Linked DNA regions of Mus musculus: all the other regions are linked to region 3. The links are chromatin contacts, called in public Hi-C and HiChIP or PLAC-seq maps. All regions are on one chromosome and are shown on one strand. Each heading gives the region's core, a stretch centred on a gene start, on an enhancer-like site or on the middle of the called end of the contact. The rest is flanking DNA. Distances are from core to core; before and after follow the strand shown.

What was found. Hi-C and Micro-C count contacts between places; a contact is called where the count stands out from the background. HiChIP or PLAC-seq counts read pairs in DNA pulled down with a chosen protein or histone mark.
Region 1: an H3K4me3 HiChIP or PLAC-seq map of embryonic stem cells shows a contact between it and region 3, with 12 read pairs. The contact joins the promoter of Caly here to the enhancer-like site in region 3. A contact is called at or near these places in 8 of 39 promoter capture datasets (the 3T3-L1 cell line, the HPC-7 cell line, HPC-7-derived erythroid cells and 4 more), 11 of 484 Hi-C or Micro-C datasets (embryonic stem cells, epiblasts, morula and 2 more), 5 of 115 datasets of contacts at active chromatin or transcription factors (embryonic stem cells and pancreatic cancer cells) and 3 of 9 other capture datasets (adipose tissue, liver and pancreatic islet).
Region 2: a Hi-C map of regulatory T cells shows a contact between it and region 3, with 1.6 times the contacts expected there. The contact joins the promoter of Mtg1 here to the enhancer-like site in region 3. A contact is called at or near these places in 3 of 39 promoter capture datasets (embryonic stem cells and hippocampal neurons), 1 of 15 datasets of contacts at CTCF or cohesin (CD8 T cells), 21 of 484 Hi-C or Micro-C datasets (B cells, the Ba/F3 cell line, the C2C12 cell line and 11 more), 3 of 115 datasets of contacts at active chromatin or transcription factors (bone marrow-derived dendritic cells, effector CD8 T cells and embryonic stem cells) and 2 of 9 other capture datasets (adipose tissue and liver).

Annotation. Positions count from the first base shown.
Region 1 is chr7:140,079,895-140,084,774 of GRCm38.p6, forward strand. It overlaps Caly (calcyon neuron-specific vesicular protein), which reads right to left and starts at 2,654. Exons shown (of 5, transcript NM_001190385.1): 1 at 2,568-2,654.
Region 2 is chr7:140,135,910-140,140,753 of GRCm38.p6, forward strand. It overlaps Mtg1 (mitochondrial ribosome-associated GTPase 1), which reads left to right and starts at 1,655. Exons shown (of 11, transcript NM_199301.2): 1 at 1,655-1,864; 2 at 2,410-2,474; 3 at 4,287-4,391. The coding sequence starts at 1,756.
Region 3 is chr7:139,912,337-139,917,031 of GRCm38.p6, forward strand. Kndc1 (kinase non-catalytic C-lobe domain (KIND) containing 1) reads left to right here. Exons shown (of 31, transcript NM_177261.4): 7 at 1,146-1,260; 8 at 1,646-1,717; 9 at 1,804-1,865. Among named protein-coding and RNA genes, the nearest start is that of Kndc1, 20 kb to the left of the region's middle. Within about 2 kb of position 2,270, at least 41 of the 459 cell types and tissues checked have an H3K27ac peak or open chromatin away from gene starts, as enhancers often do. A contact at or near this core is called in Th1 cells, embryonic stem cells, epiblasts and 2 more, where this site is marked.

The sequences.
Region 1 (4,880 bases), core at 1,404-3,903, 170 kb after region 3:
ATGTTAAAATTAAGAATCCTTGCCTATAAAGACAAGACCTTCAAAGAGGACCTTCAAAGAGGAGAAACAGAAGCCAAAACTGGGAGATAATTGCAGCCCACAAGTGACAACAGGGTTGTTGTGGGTTGAATGATGTCCCCACAAAAAGGACCACAATTTTTAACTCGTAAGTGTCAGTGAAAGAGATGTTTAAGCAGCCCTTACAGTTGTAGTGGAATTAAGATGAGATCACACTAGAATGGGGGGAGATGGGGAGTTATTCCACAGTGGGCACCCTTACAAGAGGATTTGGACATAAGAGGAAGGTTTTCTGCAGATGGTGGCAGGCTGGGGTGATGCAGTGTTATCCAAGACTGCTCAGGACAGCTGAGTCTGGAAGGAGCAAAGGAAGACCCTCTCCTCACCGTTTCAACAGAAACACAGCTCTGGGGAAATCTGGTTTTGGACTTCTTGCCTCCAGGATGGTAAAAGTTGTGGTTATTTTGGACAGACTCCCTCAGAAAGCCAGGAGCCCTCCAGACCTACACGTGACAGAGCCTGAGGAACACAGCGTCAGGGGCAGCTGGGTGCAGAACTTCTCAGGACAAGAAAGTAGAGAAGGAAGGCTGGGTAGGGGATGAGGGAGCGGTGGCTATAAGAGGAGGGAAGGAAGCAGTATCTTCATGCACACCCTCCCTATCTCTGGCAGGCCCTTTAGAACCCGGTCCCTTTGACGCGTGGCATAGGTGACCTAGTGCCTGGCCCAGCCTTAATGGAGTGTCAATAAAGAATTTCCTTATGGGGTGGATCCGGTCCTAGTGAGGCAGCTGGCTCAAGGTTGGCCCTGAGCCCAAGGGGAACCGGACGGCTTAGGGCCCATCCGCTGGGCATTGTGATAGAGATGGATCAGAAATTATAAGGAATATAAACGGCCGGCCAGGTAATACAAGGAGGTAAAAGAACCAGGAAAGAAATCGGAACGGATAGACGATGTCGTCCCAAGCATTCAAGCCTCTACGACAAAAGACCTCTGCCTCCCCAAGAGCTCCGCCTATGGTTGCCTGGGTGATGCAGCGGCCAGGGCTAGTTTACGTCATCTCGGGTTCCCATGGCAACAAAGGCAGGCCTTTCGCTCCCTGTCAAATTTCTAGCCCTCCGTCGTCAGGCAGAACATCGCATCCCAAGAGTGGACAACTCTCACCTTCTCTCAGCACACCAGAAGATTCCATCTAGGATTTTGGGGTTCCCGCTGGGAAGATGATAGGGGTCATAAAGGTTTAGAATTGGGAAGACTTCCTAACATCATCCACGGGTCCTCCCCTCTATCCCACTCTGTCATTTGGTCTCCCGAGAGTTTGTTTTTCATTTTCAGCGCTCTCCGGGGGTGGTGGGGCGGGTATCTCTGATCACGGTCTATGCACCAACAAGACGCTGACGGACAAATATTGGAGGATGCGAATTTTTATTTGAAAACCCATAAAAGCTGGGTTAGAGGTCACAGACTCACGTTCACACGGACCCTTTCATGCTGCGTCACACAGAAGTGCACATTGGTGGGGGCTCGTGCTCTCCTCTTACGACGCTGCCGCAGTGCCCACCCTGGTCTGCTTGCACCCAAGCCTTTTAGGTCATAGATGTTTGCCTCCAGTTTGAACGGCTGTTGTTCTGTGGGGCCCAAGCAAAGAGGGACAGAGAGGAGGGGCACAGCTGCTTGTGGCTCCCGACACTCACCAGCCACCTGTGGCCCAGCATCTAGAGCCAAGCCCCGCGGCAGGTGGTTTGAGACAAATGGCTATCATACCTCCTACCATCCTTTAACCTTCACTCAGCGACCCCCATCAGGCCCTAACGCTCAATGTTCTGGGCAACACCCCTTCTGCTAATCCCTTTCTCTCCATCGAGCTGTTTCCTTTTTTAACACCCAGCACCCAGCAGTCAGACCCGAACAGGAGCTGACGGTTTTGCCCCTGGGCCACCTTGGAGATGCACAGCTCCCACTGGCTCTCCCAGACCTGCAGAGGTGGAGCCAGCCCACAAGGAGGGGGTCTGCAGTCACCATGAACTGGGCGAGATGAGGTCCAGCTGTCCCGCCGCCCCTGCTACCCTACTATGCCCAGGATAAGGATTTGCAGCTTCATATGGGGTTTGTGCAGGCTGAGCAGCCATAATTCTTCCTAATGTCCAGGCTGCCACTGGCCTGTAGGGGTTTCTCGACATACCTTGAGGTCTAGGGACCTTTCCATCCACCTCAAGCCAGCAGAGCTGCTGCCCCCAACTGTCCCGAGAGGTCTAATGACCACCCTCCACCGGAGCCAGCGGGGCCAACCTGACTTCTAGTGGAGACCACAGGAAGGAGATGGCTGTGCTCCACCGCTCTGGCAGACATCGGATCAGTCAAATCACTCCCACATAGACTCTCAACCCCTACACCCATATCTTTGCACGTACATCCCACAGACGCACAGTCACACACTCTTGCACCCGCCCCCTTCCTCGCACCTCTCACATCCCTGCACCCTTGCACACCCACGCACACATGCTGGCCCCCTCGTCCCCATTCCAAAAGGAGAAACGTGGAAATGGCTCACAGGCAGTTGCTGCAGGACGCAGTCGCGGGAGGACAGGGATGCAGTGTAGATGCGGAGGATGCAGTTCCAGGCGCTTCACCACCAGGCGGGGCGGGCTAGGGGCTGAAGCCTGAGAGCGAGGCTGTGGTTGCCATGGAGATGCAGGCTGGAGGAGGGACCACTGTGGCTCAGGTGGCCTCACACCCCCTCCCACGGCAGATCTCTGCACTGTCTCTTATCACACTCACACACCTGACACAAGCACTTCACACACCCACGAAATACATTTCACATACTTGATACACACTTCACCCTCCCATACGCACATATTGCTTGCTTTCTTTCTTTCTTTCTTCCTTCCTTCCTTTCTTTCTTTCTTCCTTCCTTCCTTCCTTCCTTCCTTCCTTTCTTTCTTTCTTTCTTTCTTTCTTTTTTTTTGTTGTTGATTTTTGTTTATTTGTTTGTTTTTTGTTTTTCAAGACAGGGTTTCTCTGTGTAGCCCTGGCTGTCCTGGAACTCATTCTGTAGACCAGGCCTCAAACTCAGAAATCCACCGCCTCTGCCTCCCAAGTGCTGGGATTAAAGACGTGCGCCACCACTGCCCGGCTACATATTGCTAAGACACACTTCATACACAATTTACACCCCTGACACACACAGCATGCAAAGGCATACATCACACCAGTTCTCACATCTCATGTCACTTCACTGCAGGGGGGCAACCAGGAGACCAGAGGAGCCCTGGCTGCTCCTCCAGCTGGGATTCCAGGGGTTAAGGGAGAGCCTGTTCCTTCCCCTGAGATCTCACAATAGAAGCTGGGGTCAGGACAGCTGTGGTTGGCCTCTGACCTAGAGGGCGCTCCTCTAGACGCCTTTCCATGTCTGAATTTCTGGGCTGGAAGCTTTCCTAGGACTGGCCTTGTCTTGCTTGGTCACTGGTGCCTGAATAATGGTAATATGCAGAAGGCACTGGACAGATGTTTAGTTGATAGTATGCCTCGCTTCACACAGGGCATCTCTAGTGGCCGTGCTTCTCCTGGTCTTCCGCTCGAGGCAGCAGTACTCTCTGTTCACAGTTCTGTCTTGCTGTTGACTGGAATCCGCCTTAAAAAAGATTTATTTATTTATTTTATGTATATGAGTACACTGTAGCTGTACTGATGGTTGTGAGCCATCATGTGGTTGCTGGGAATTTGAATTCAGGACCTCTGCTCACTCTGGTGGAGCCCACTCAATCCAGCCTAAAGATTTATTTATTATTATACAAAAGTAAACTGTAGCTGTCTTCAGACACACCAGAAGAGGGCATCAGATCTTATTACGGATGGTTGTGAGTCACCATGTATTTGAACTCAGGACCTTCAGAAGAACAGTCAAGTGCTCTTAACCGCTGAGCCATCTCTCCAGCCCTGACTGGAACCCTCTTGCTGTCGTGAATCACGGCTTGTCCGCAGACAGGTATCTGAATTGTTCTCCTTTGTGTCTGTTGCATGACATGTAACAACATTCCTGACCAAGTCTTCGTTAGACACATGCTTCTATTGCTCTTGGGTAGATGCTGGAAAGTGCAACTGTGGTGAGCTGTCAACATGGGTGCTGGGAACTGAACTCTGGACCAATCCAAGAGCATCAAGTGTCCTTAATAATGTTGCCACTTCTCCAGGCCCAACATTTAACTTTTAAAGAAAATGCTAAACTGTTTTACCCAAAGTGGCTGTACTATTTTTGTTCCCATTATTGGTTCTCCATATTCATCAATATTTGCTATTGTCTCATTATCGACATTGGCATCATCCTGCCAGTCTGTAATAACAAACTGCCACAGACTAAAATTAGTCTTACTATTCTGGAGGCCAAAGCTCTGAGATCAAGGTGCTGGTGAAGGTCCTGCTGAAAGCCTGCTCCTCCACTTCTGTAGAGAGTATCTGTCAGTGTCCTAATCTACTCTTAAAGGACATCGATCATACTGGATTAGAGCCTACTTGAAGATCCCATCTTTACTTCTTCCTCCTCCTCTTCTTCTCCTACTTCTTTTTCTCCTCTTCCTTCTCCTCCTCCTTCTCTCTTCTTCTGTTTCTCTTTCCCTTCTCTTTTTCTCTGCTCTTGTGACAGCATTGGCCTTGAATACTCTGTGTAGCCTAGAATGGCAAAGAATCCTTGGTCCTCTTGACTCCACCCCTTGAGTGCTGGGATTACAGGTGTGCACCACGCTACCCACTTATGTGGTCCTCAGGATGGGACTCAAGGCTCTCTGCATGTTTGGCAAGCATTCTACCAATTAGCCAGGGTTCTCTAATGGAACAGAACTAATTGAATTAATGTATATGTATAGAT
Region 2 (4,844 bases), core at 405-2,904, 220 kb after region 3:
AGTATGTGCCTGTCTGGAGGCCTGGGGGTGATAGTAGTACTGGGTATCAAACCCAAGGCTTCCTGCATTCAAGGCAACCATTATAACATTGAGTTACATGTCAACCCCTTTTATTTGAGATAGTGTCTCTCTTAGGGTAGTTTCTAATGCCTGGCTTCCCCTGGCCTCTATCATCCTTAGCTGGTATCACAGGCCTGTTCTACCAGGAGCAGCTGGATTTGCATTTAGTCTTACAACTATGAAGCCCACTTCACTCTCATTGTATTAATGGGAATGTAGTCGGTATTTATAACAGTTACATTAAAATGTCACACTTGAAAATGGAGGCATTACAGGTGTGTGTGTGTGTGTGTGTGTGTGTGTGTGTGTGTAACACTTGAAAGTTCTAAGGCAGGCCCGGGAACTGATAGGGGACAACTCAATTTCCTTACATTGATTTATATGAGTATACGAGGGAGAAAGACGACTTTTTTTAGACTGCCTCATGAAGCTCAGGCTGACCCTGAGTTCCTGACCCTCTTGCCTCAAATCTCTCATATGCTAGGATTACTGGTGTGTGCTGTCACACCTGCCTGAGTTTTGGTAGCGTAGGCTACAAAGTGAGATATTGTCTCAAAAGGAAGAAAAATGTGCCTAGATTTTAAGTTTAAATTTCTAGGCCAATTTCCCACCATGGAGAAGCCACATCTTCATTGCCAGCAGCCCAATTTCTTCTGGCTTCCCTATGAAACCCTAGAATCTTGGGCATGCTAGGCCAGGCCAGCTTGTTATCCTCCATGCTATATATCCTCAAACCTGAAAGATTTGGAATATAGTGAAAAATCTCCAGATTGGGACTGGAGAGATGGCTTGGAGGTTAAGAATGATTGCTGCTATTGCACAGGACTGAAGTTCAATTCTCAGCACCCAGTCAAACAACTCAAAAGCCCCTGTAATTCCAGGTCCAGAGGATCCACTGGCTTCTGGGCGTATCCGCTAACACATGGCATACACAGACACTTCAAATAAAAATATAAAGGGCCCCCAATGGAGGAGCTAGAGAAAGCACCCAAGGAACTAAAGGGAACTGCAACCCTATAGGTGGAACAACAATATGAACTAACTAGTACCCCGGAGCTCTTGTCTCTAGCTGCATATGTATCAAAAGATGGCCCAGTAGGCCATCACTGGAAAGAGAGGCCCATTAGACTTGCAAACTTTATATGCCCCAGTACAGGGGAACGCCAGGGCAAAAAAAGGGGAGTGGGAAGGTGGGTATGGGGAACTTTTGGGATAGCATTGGAAATGTAAATGAGGAAAATACCTATTAAAAATGAGAAAAAATATAAATAAATGAAATTGAGTCTTTTTGTTGTTGTTTTTCTCTGTCTTACCATGTAGCACTGGCTCTGGAATCCACCAGGCTGGTCTCAAGCACACTGAGAGCCACTTACTGGCCTCTGCCTCTGGTGCTGGGGATAAAAAGTGTGCGCAACCACAACATAAGAGCAAATATAATATTTTATATATATATATCGTCTTTCCAAAAGAAAAAAAAGGAGACTATCTTCAAATCCCTGAAAAGAACCTCACATAAGCTCAGGAATCCTGAGAATGGAGCACTACCGGGCCAACCCCGTGCCCCTGCTTATCCCAGAGTGCTCGAGTCAGGCGCATGCGCAGTCGCGCACGGAACCCAGGCGCGCCGGAACCCTGTGAGCAGATCCAGGCCCTGGCGGAGGCGGTCCGACTGCGAACTCTTCCGACACCAGTGACATGAGGCTGTGGCCGCAGGCATGGGGTGCCGTCCGGGGCGCTTGGCGCGAGTGCTTCCCTCTGCAAGGTCACGATGTAGCACGCTGGTTCCCCGGCCACATGGCCAAGGGTGAGGCCAGCATGGGCTGCAGGCGGCACGGGCGCCGGTCCTGGCGGTTCCTTGGTTCGCCTTCCTGGCATCGGGTTGGAGAGCTGTTTTGTGCTTGATACTTTTGAGACGCACTGAGTGGTCCCTTTAAGTCACATGCAAGCTGATGTCTGAGTTTATAGGTCACAACTTGGCCCCAGGCAGCTGTAGACGTAGTGCGGTCCTAGGCTGCTGTTTGCTGTGGTCTTGGCTGCCGCAGCCATGCGAGATTATAGTGTGTGGCAGAAAAGGCGCCGGGAGTGTGAGTGGACAGGTGGCAGTTGCGGTGCGGAGCCTCAGTGTTTCTGTGCAGTGAGGGTATTAAGTCCGCACAGTATCAGGAACTTCCTGATTAAGACCATCTTGTGTGAAATGTACCTTCCAGAACCATCGGGGCACCGTGGAACGTGGCTCAGAATGCTGCCTCCTTTAACCCTGTGTGCACTGATGGTTCTCAGATGTATTCCCCTAGGAGAACTTAAACTTGCCCCCTTTGGCTGTTTCCTTAGTGCCCCTCTATTTTCTAGGACTAAAGAAGATGCAGAGCAGTCTGAAGTCGGTGGATTGTGTTATCGAGGTTCATGACGCCAGGATATCCTTTTACGCTGTAGAGGGGAGCACCTCTGCTCGACTGTAAAGGCAGCAGCAGGATGCTTTCCTGGTTCCTCTCCATCTCCTTCAGACAGTTTAGTCTGCTCTGCCTCTGGTCCATCATTATGTCTACAGCTGCGACAGCTTCTTTTGTAATTACTGGGACATAAAGCAGTGTTTTCCAATTCTCATTACACATTAGAGTTCCCGGGAGGCTTTTACATCAATAGCTAGGGCCCTTTTAGATCAGAATCTCCCTCGTGGGGTCTAGGCTGGTGTTTTTATTTTTAGGCTCCCATCTGATATCTCTCCCCCCCCCCCCCCCCCAGACAGGGTTTCTCTTTATAGCCCTGGCTGTCCTGGAACTCACTCTGTAGACCAGGCTGACCTTGAACTCAGAAATCCGCCTGCCTCTGCCTCCCAAGTGCTGGGATTAAAGGCGTGTGCCACTACGCCCGGCCCATCTGATATCTTATTTGTCTCAGCCTCTTGTTTACTTTGATATTTTTAGGGGTAAATTATGAAACCGGAGATGAAATGATCCTACTAACCTGTCCTTTCCTCTTGTCCTTAATTGAAGAATTGGCAAGTTACAATCATGTCTACTGGCAGGTGCTTCTCAGACTGTTTGTTGCATTTAAGCTGTGTTTGGTTTCTGTTGGCATGTGAGTTTTTCATCCTGCTTACTTAGCCTTAGAAGAGCGTGGGGATGCCAGACCACCAGGCCCCTGGAACAGCAGCTGGTGGTGGGCGTGGGGACCTGCTGCCACTGGTGGTAGTCTCTGGAAATAGTCATGGAGAATAGGAACTATTTCAGCCTTCAGAGAACTTCAGGAACTTTAGCAATAATACATCTGGTGTATTTGTTTTAGGCTATACATGTCTACTCATCTAATATCACCTGCTGCCAGATGTGACCACCACCACCACCACCACCACCGCCAACCACCACTATTGACATAGGGTCTAACACTGTAGTCTTGACTGGCCTGAAGCTCACTATGTAGACCAGGATGACCTGGAACTCACATAGATCTGTGTGCAAGGAGTAAAGTTGTGTCCACCATTCCTCCCAATATTTGATTATTTAAAAAGTAAAACTTTGTTATTTTCAGCATGTATGATGAGAGAACTGTCCTCCTTCAGTCTCTGGAACACTTAACTGAATCTAGGATGTGGCAGGAGGTCTGTGCTGGGTAGCGGTTTCTGTAGCATCTTAGGACAGGAGCCTGGAGACTTGGGTTTGTGAATGGATTGGTCAGCTGTGAAAGAGGGACTATCTAGATGGAGGTAGCAGCTTAACTGGGTGCCAGATGGGACAGGCAGAGGCCTTAGGATCCTTGTACCAGATCCTACTGGGAGGGCTGAAGGGGCAGAAGCCCCATTCTGCCTATGTCACATGGTGGAGTCCCACATCAGACTGGGATAGCTGAGGATAGCTGTGGGCAGCAGCATCTCCAGTGAGGATGGGTGGTGTTTGAGGTTATCTGGGTGGGATTTCACAGGAGTCACCATTTCTTAAATGTTCGGGCCATTTCACTTTCAATTTAAATTCCTTGGGATCCAAACAATGGCTTCTCTTCGAACTTTGGTTTTATTCTTTTCACCATCTGCTTGAGAAGTTAGGTGACAGTCCCTTCCCTAAATCACACCCTTCACAAGCTGCAACATGAGGGTTGGCCTCCCAAGTCTGGGGGCAGGAAGATGGGTTGTATGGTTGCACTTGCTCTGAGATGGGCTTCTTTGTTTGTATCTCCTGGTGGACTAGCCACTGGTAAACTCTGTAGGGATTATGCCTTAACATCATCAGCACATCCCATTTTCAGGTCGAAACCCTCTGTTCCAAGAGCTGCTTGGTCTGAAACCGCATCTGCTTGTCCTCAACAAAATGGACTTGGCAGATCTTACAGAGCAGCAGGTGAGCTCCTTCTCACAGATGCCAGCAGCAACGTGACAGAGCCACAGACACAGAGGAGTTCTGTGATGCCCCCGGGGAGGCTGTAACTTAAAACAACTTCTGGCTTTGATGGAGGCGTCTGGCCTGGCTTTTTAGCAACAGCTGATTCCCTCAGTATGAAAGTATCACCTAAGTGCTCACGATGGGCACACCTCCTGTGGGAAGTGGGTTGGTGTGCTGTGGGACCTCTGGGGACCACTACAGCCACTTTGTACCCTCAACCTTTCTGATGGATGCTCTGTCCACCTTGTCCCATGTAGGCACATGTGACCACTGAAGCAAAGGGGGCTGATTACATTTTACTTAGCTCTAACTAATTGGGAGATTCGCAAGGTTAATGTATGTAGCCCTGGTCACCGTTGGTGTAGCCCGGAGTTCATTTGTGGTAGCTGCAGTGTCCCTAGCTGACTATGT
Region 3 (4,695 bases), core at 1,020-3,519:
TCTGTTCTGTTGTCTTGTTTCACTCAGCATAATGTCCTCAAGGTTCACCAATAGTCAACACCGCAGTGCTCCTCCTCTTCCTCCTCCTCCTCCTCTCCCTCCTCCTCCTCTTCCTCCTCCTCCTCTTCTTCCTCCTCCTCTTCCTCCTCCTCCTCTTCTTCCTCCTCCTCTTCCTCCTCCTCCTCTCTTCCCTCCTCTCCTTCTTCCATCCCCCACCCCTTCTCTTTTTCCTTCTCATCTCATGGTGCCCAAACAGTCCCGGAACTCACTGTGGAGTCAAGAATAAGCTTGAGTTCTTGGTCCTCCTGCCTCTGCCTCTCAAATGCTAGGATTACAGGTGTGTACCGCCACACCCAGTTCCTGAATGGTCTTATTTCCCTGGGCCACGCCATCAGAAATGGTTAAAACATTAAGTTTTACACGATGTGTTTAAAACACAAGCTCACAGAAGTAAAAACACTCCTCCTTTTAAAGGCTGAGCGGTGCTCTAATAGTCTGTCCCACGGATGGGCCACACTTCTATTAACCTTTATTTTAATGTATAAGTATGGATGTTTTGCCTGCACGTGTGACTGTGCACCATGTGCATGCCTGGTACCCATGGGGGACAGAAAAAGGCATCAGATTCCCTGGATCTGGAGTTACAGAAGGTTGTGAGCTACTGTGTGGGTGCTGGGAATTGAGTTATCCAAGAGTATCAGGTGATCTTAACCACGGAGCCAACTCTCCAGCCCCTGAACCACATTTCTTTATCCACTCATCTACTCCTGGGGATTTGAACTGCTTTCCCTTTTTGGATCTGGTGAGTGGTGAAAGGTCTTGAACCTGAGTGGTCTGCTGTCCACTCCAGTTTCCTTTCAGATCTTAGGGGTACCCAGTGTTGTATCTTGAGGTAATTCTCTGTACTTTCTCGGAGGATCTGCCATCTTCTCTCATGGCAACTGTACCAGCTCATGGGTGAGGGCTCCTGTTTCTCCATACACTTACCCACACTCGTGTTTAATTTGGAGAACTTTTCCAGCCCCTGGCATAGGGGGGATACTGCAAGTAGAAACAGAAGCACTAAGCGCACATCTTTCTCCGTGGAAACCCTTCCTTGACATCAGGTGGACAAAGCGTTCTTATGTAACCCTTCTTTTCCACAGAGCCTGTCCCTGAAGGACCTTCTGTCTAAGCTAGGCCGGCCCTTCAGGGAGTACGAGCTGTGGGCACTGTGCCTCTCCTGCCTTAGCACTCTGCAGACACACAAGGAGCACCCAGGTGATGGGTCACCCTGCTCTCCTTGAGCCCTGAGCCCAAAAGCTGGGGAGGGAGAAAAGGGAGTGGGAGAATGGCTGCTGTGACACTGCAACCTCTTAGCCTGGAGTCTGGAGAATGTGAAGGGCCCAACCTACTTCACCCAGCCATTTCCAGGGGCAGAGCAATATGGACCATGTCCCCACCCATCCTCCCGTTTATTCTTAATTCGATGAGGGTGATATACCCTAACAGTGTTCCTAGGCAACTGTTGGCTAGAATGGCCAGCCCTCCAGTGTCTGTCCAGTCTTGACAGGTTTTTCTGGGGTCTCTGTGTGGTCTGGAATCCCCTGATGCTGGCAAGGGAGCTGCCCACACACGGCTGCATACTTGATCCGCTCTGTTGCAGCTCACCTGTGCCTGGACAACGTGTTGGTGGCCGAGGACGGGACAGTGTTCTTCGGACCGCCCCCTGCCAATGGTACACAAGGGTCACTCTCGGGGGCAGAGAACCAGAGCGGGTTCCCCAAGGAAGGAAGAATAACCAAACTGTGGTTGCCTTTCTAGGCGCCTACAACTCACTCTTCTTGGCTCCCGAAGTGTCAGAAGAGAAGCTGGTGACAGAGAAGGTAACCAACCACATCACCTCTCTCGCTCCATCCTCACCCTCTGCCCAGTGGATCGCGGGGCCAGATGGCCTAAACGTGGCACCCATCTTACTCGCGGGGCTACTGTAGCTGCGTTCACTGATGTCTTCTGAGTCATGGGCGTGCCCTGGGACGCTGGGCGGGACGAGCTCCAGTCCGAGGGCGTAGACCCGCCGCCACTAACAAGCTAATATAATAGGCTCTTATAAATTTTAAATTAAATGAACTAAATTACACTCAGAACCTAATGCAGCCCCCACCCTGGGAATCAGGTCAGCTGATCCTCCAGGCTTTGGCTTATCTGGTACTCGACAAGGCAGGGACCAGGTCTTGGGAGGGAATGGGCGGAGCAATATAGAAGGCGGGGCCATGGGGGGCGGGTGGGAGGAGTGAAGGAGCAGGGTGATACCAGACAGGGCCGAGCAAACCAAGGTTTTTTCAGTCTCCTATGCTGGACCCTGCTACTAAAGAAGTGGCACCTGGAAAACTCCGCAAAGGTAAAGGGAGCCTCCCCGGGGTCAGGCTTACTAGCCAGAGGGCCAGGAAGGAGCAAGTGACTTCAGCTGGCCTGCCTGCTCCTTTTGCTTGCACAATGTGTCTGGGGTCCATTGGCCAGCCTAGACCTGAGACCCTGAGAGCAACAGAGGTGTGCTGGCCTTGGCTGCCCATGCTGAGGAGTCACCCACGACGGTGCGGGGAAGCTAGGACTATAGACATGTGGACAAGGAAAAGAAATGAGATCAAAATTTGAACAGGCCCGAGAAGCTTGCCCTAGAAAACCAAGCATTCATGGCATCAGAATTCTAGAAGGAAAGAAAACTGTGGGCGAGGCAGAAGAGTAATCAGTGAGTGAGTAATGAATGAAAAATATCCAATTGTGTCAAAACACATAAGCCTACCACTCAAGAAACGGAAAAGAAGGGGATTAACCTAAAGAAACCAACGCTATGTTGTAGTGAAACCCCTCGGAAAGCTGAAGGTCAAAAGAGAAACAGTTTATCTATGTTCGGGGTAAACGGTTCAAATGGCAACTGAGTTCCTACCTGATGACCTTAAAAGTGGAAACCTTTTACCTAGAGTCCTCTGTTCCGCAAAACCCCTATGTGTCAAGAAGCTCTCAGAAGGAAAAACAAAAAGAACTAAAAATGTATCACAGACAAGAGTAGTTAGTGCCGTGGGTTCTAAAGAGCCAAAAGAAAGACTGGGCTTGCAAAATGGTTGATTCAGTGGCTAAAGCGCTTGCCGAGTAAAGCCCGGCAGTTAAGTCTGGATCCAAGCCCTAGAGTGAAGGGGTTCCGTAGAGAAATCTCGCACCACAGATTTCACACACACACCATCCACACGCAATAATAATATGGTTTTGGAGCCGTGTGTGTGTGTGTGTGTGTGTGTGTGTGTGTGTGTGTGTAGTATAAAGACTGAGCTGGAGAGATGGCTTGGTGGCTCAGAGCAAGTAGAGTTTTATTTGTAGCAGCCACAGCAGGTAGCTTCTCCGGTAACAGCTCCGGGGTATCAGATAACAGCTTCATTTGTTTATAAATGTCTGTGGAGGAAATACTTAATCAAAAGTGGGAGAGGCGAGCTGGATGCAGACTTGGAGGACGTTGACAATGATCCACTGTGCAAACAAGCCACTAGGAAGCAGTCTGATAGACAAAGGGATGCCCTAGAAACAGGGCAGGTGAAGCAGACGGAACGGGGAGCCAGAGAAGCAGGAAAAGAGAAAGCACGCAAAGCAGAGATGGCAGAGGGAGGGGCGTTTGCAAGCACCAGGACGGCAGGAGACACCACAAGCAGCGTCCTCACGTGCTTGGCTGAGATGGACACAAACTCCACAGCTCAGCCAACGTGAAGGAGATTGCTGTGATGGCCCAGAGCTACCAAGGGACTTGGGCTTAGAATCTGAAGACTCTTGTGCAGTGGCTCGCAACCTTCCTCATGCTGAGACCCTTTAATACAGTTCCTCACGTTGTGGTGACTTCCAACCACACATTATTTTCATTGCTACTTCATAACTGTAATTTTGCTACTGTTATGAATCATAATGTAAATTTTAGAGATGGGGTTTGCCGAAGAGGTCTTAGCCCACAGGCAAAAAAAGAAAGAAAGGAAGGAAGGAAGAAGGAAGGAAGGAAGGAAGGAAGGAAGGAAGAAAGAAAGAAAGAAAGAAAGAAAGAAAGAAAGAAAGAAAGAAAGAAAGAAAGAAAGAAAGAAAGCACATAAAATTTAACAAACAACTTGTCAGGACAGATGGCTCAGAGGTTGAGAGTACTGACTGCTCTTCCAGAGGTTCTGAGTTCAATTCCCAGGAGATGATTCACCTCCATTTATAGTGAGATCTGGCGCCCTCTTCTGGCATTCAGGCATATATTGCAGGCAGAACAATGTACTTAATTTTTTTTTTAATTGTCTTTCTTTTAAAAAATTAACAAAAATGCCTCTGGTGCTATAGATGTAGGGTAATTACTCTGACTGCCTGGAGAAGTGGTTCTAAAGCTCCAGGAAGTGGCTGGTGGATATTGTGGCTATTCGGAAGTGTTGAACAAGGCATATTAGAGAAGCCCTAGATATGCTGTAAGCAGAGCTACCTGGAAGGGGTATCACATGCCTTTAATCTTAGCACAGGGGAGGCAGAGGCAGTGTGACCTCTGAGTCTGAGACCAGCCTGGTCTACAGTGAGTTCCAAGGGGAAAAAAATTTCAGTTCAAAATGCTGACAGATATGCAATCAGAAAAGACTGGGTGCACACAGTTTCAAGTGGAAAGAGGCCCTTATTGGGAACTGGATTAAAGCCAAATATTCTATCAAATAA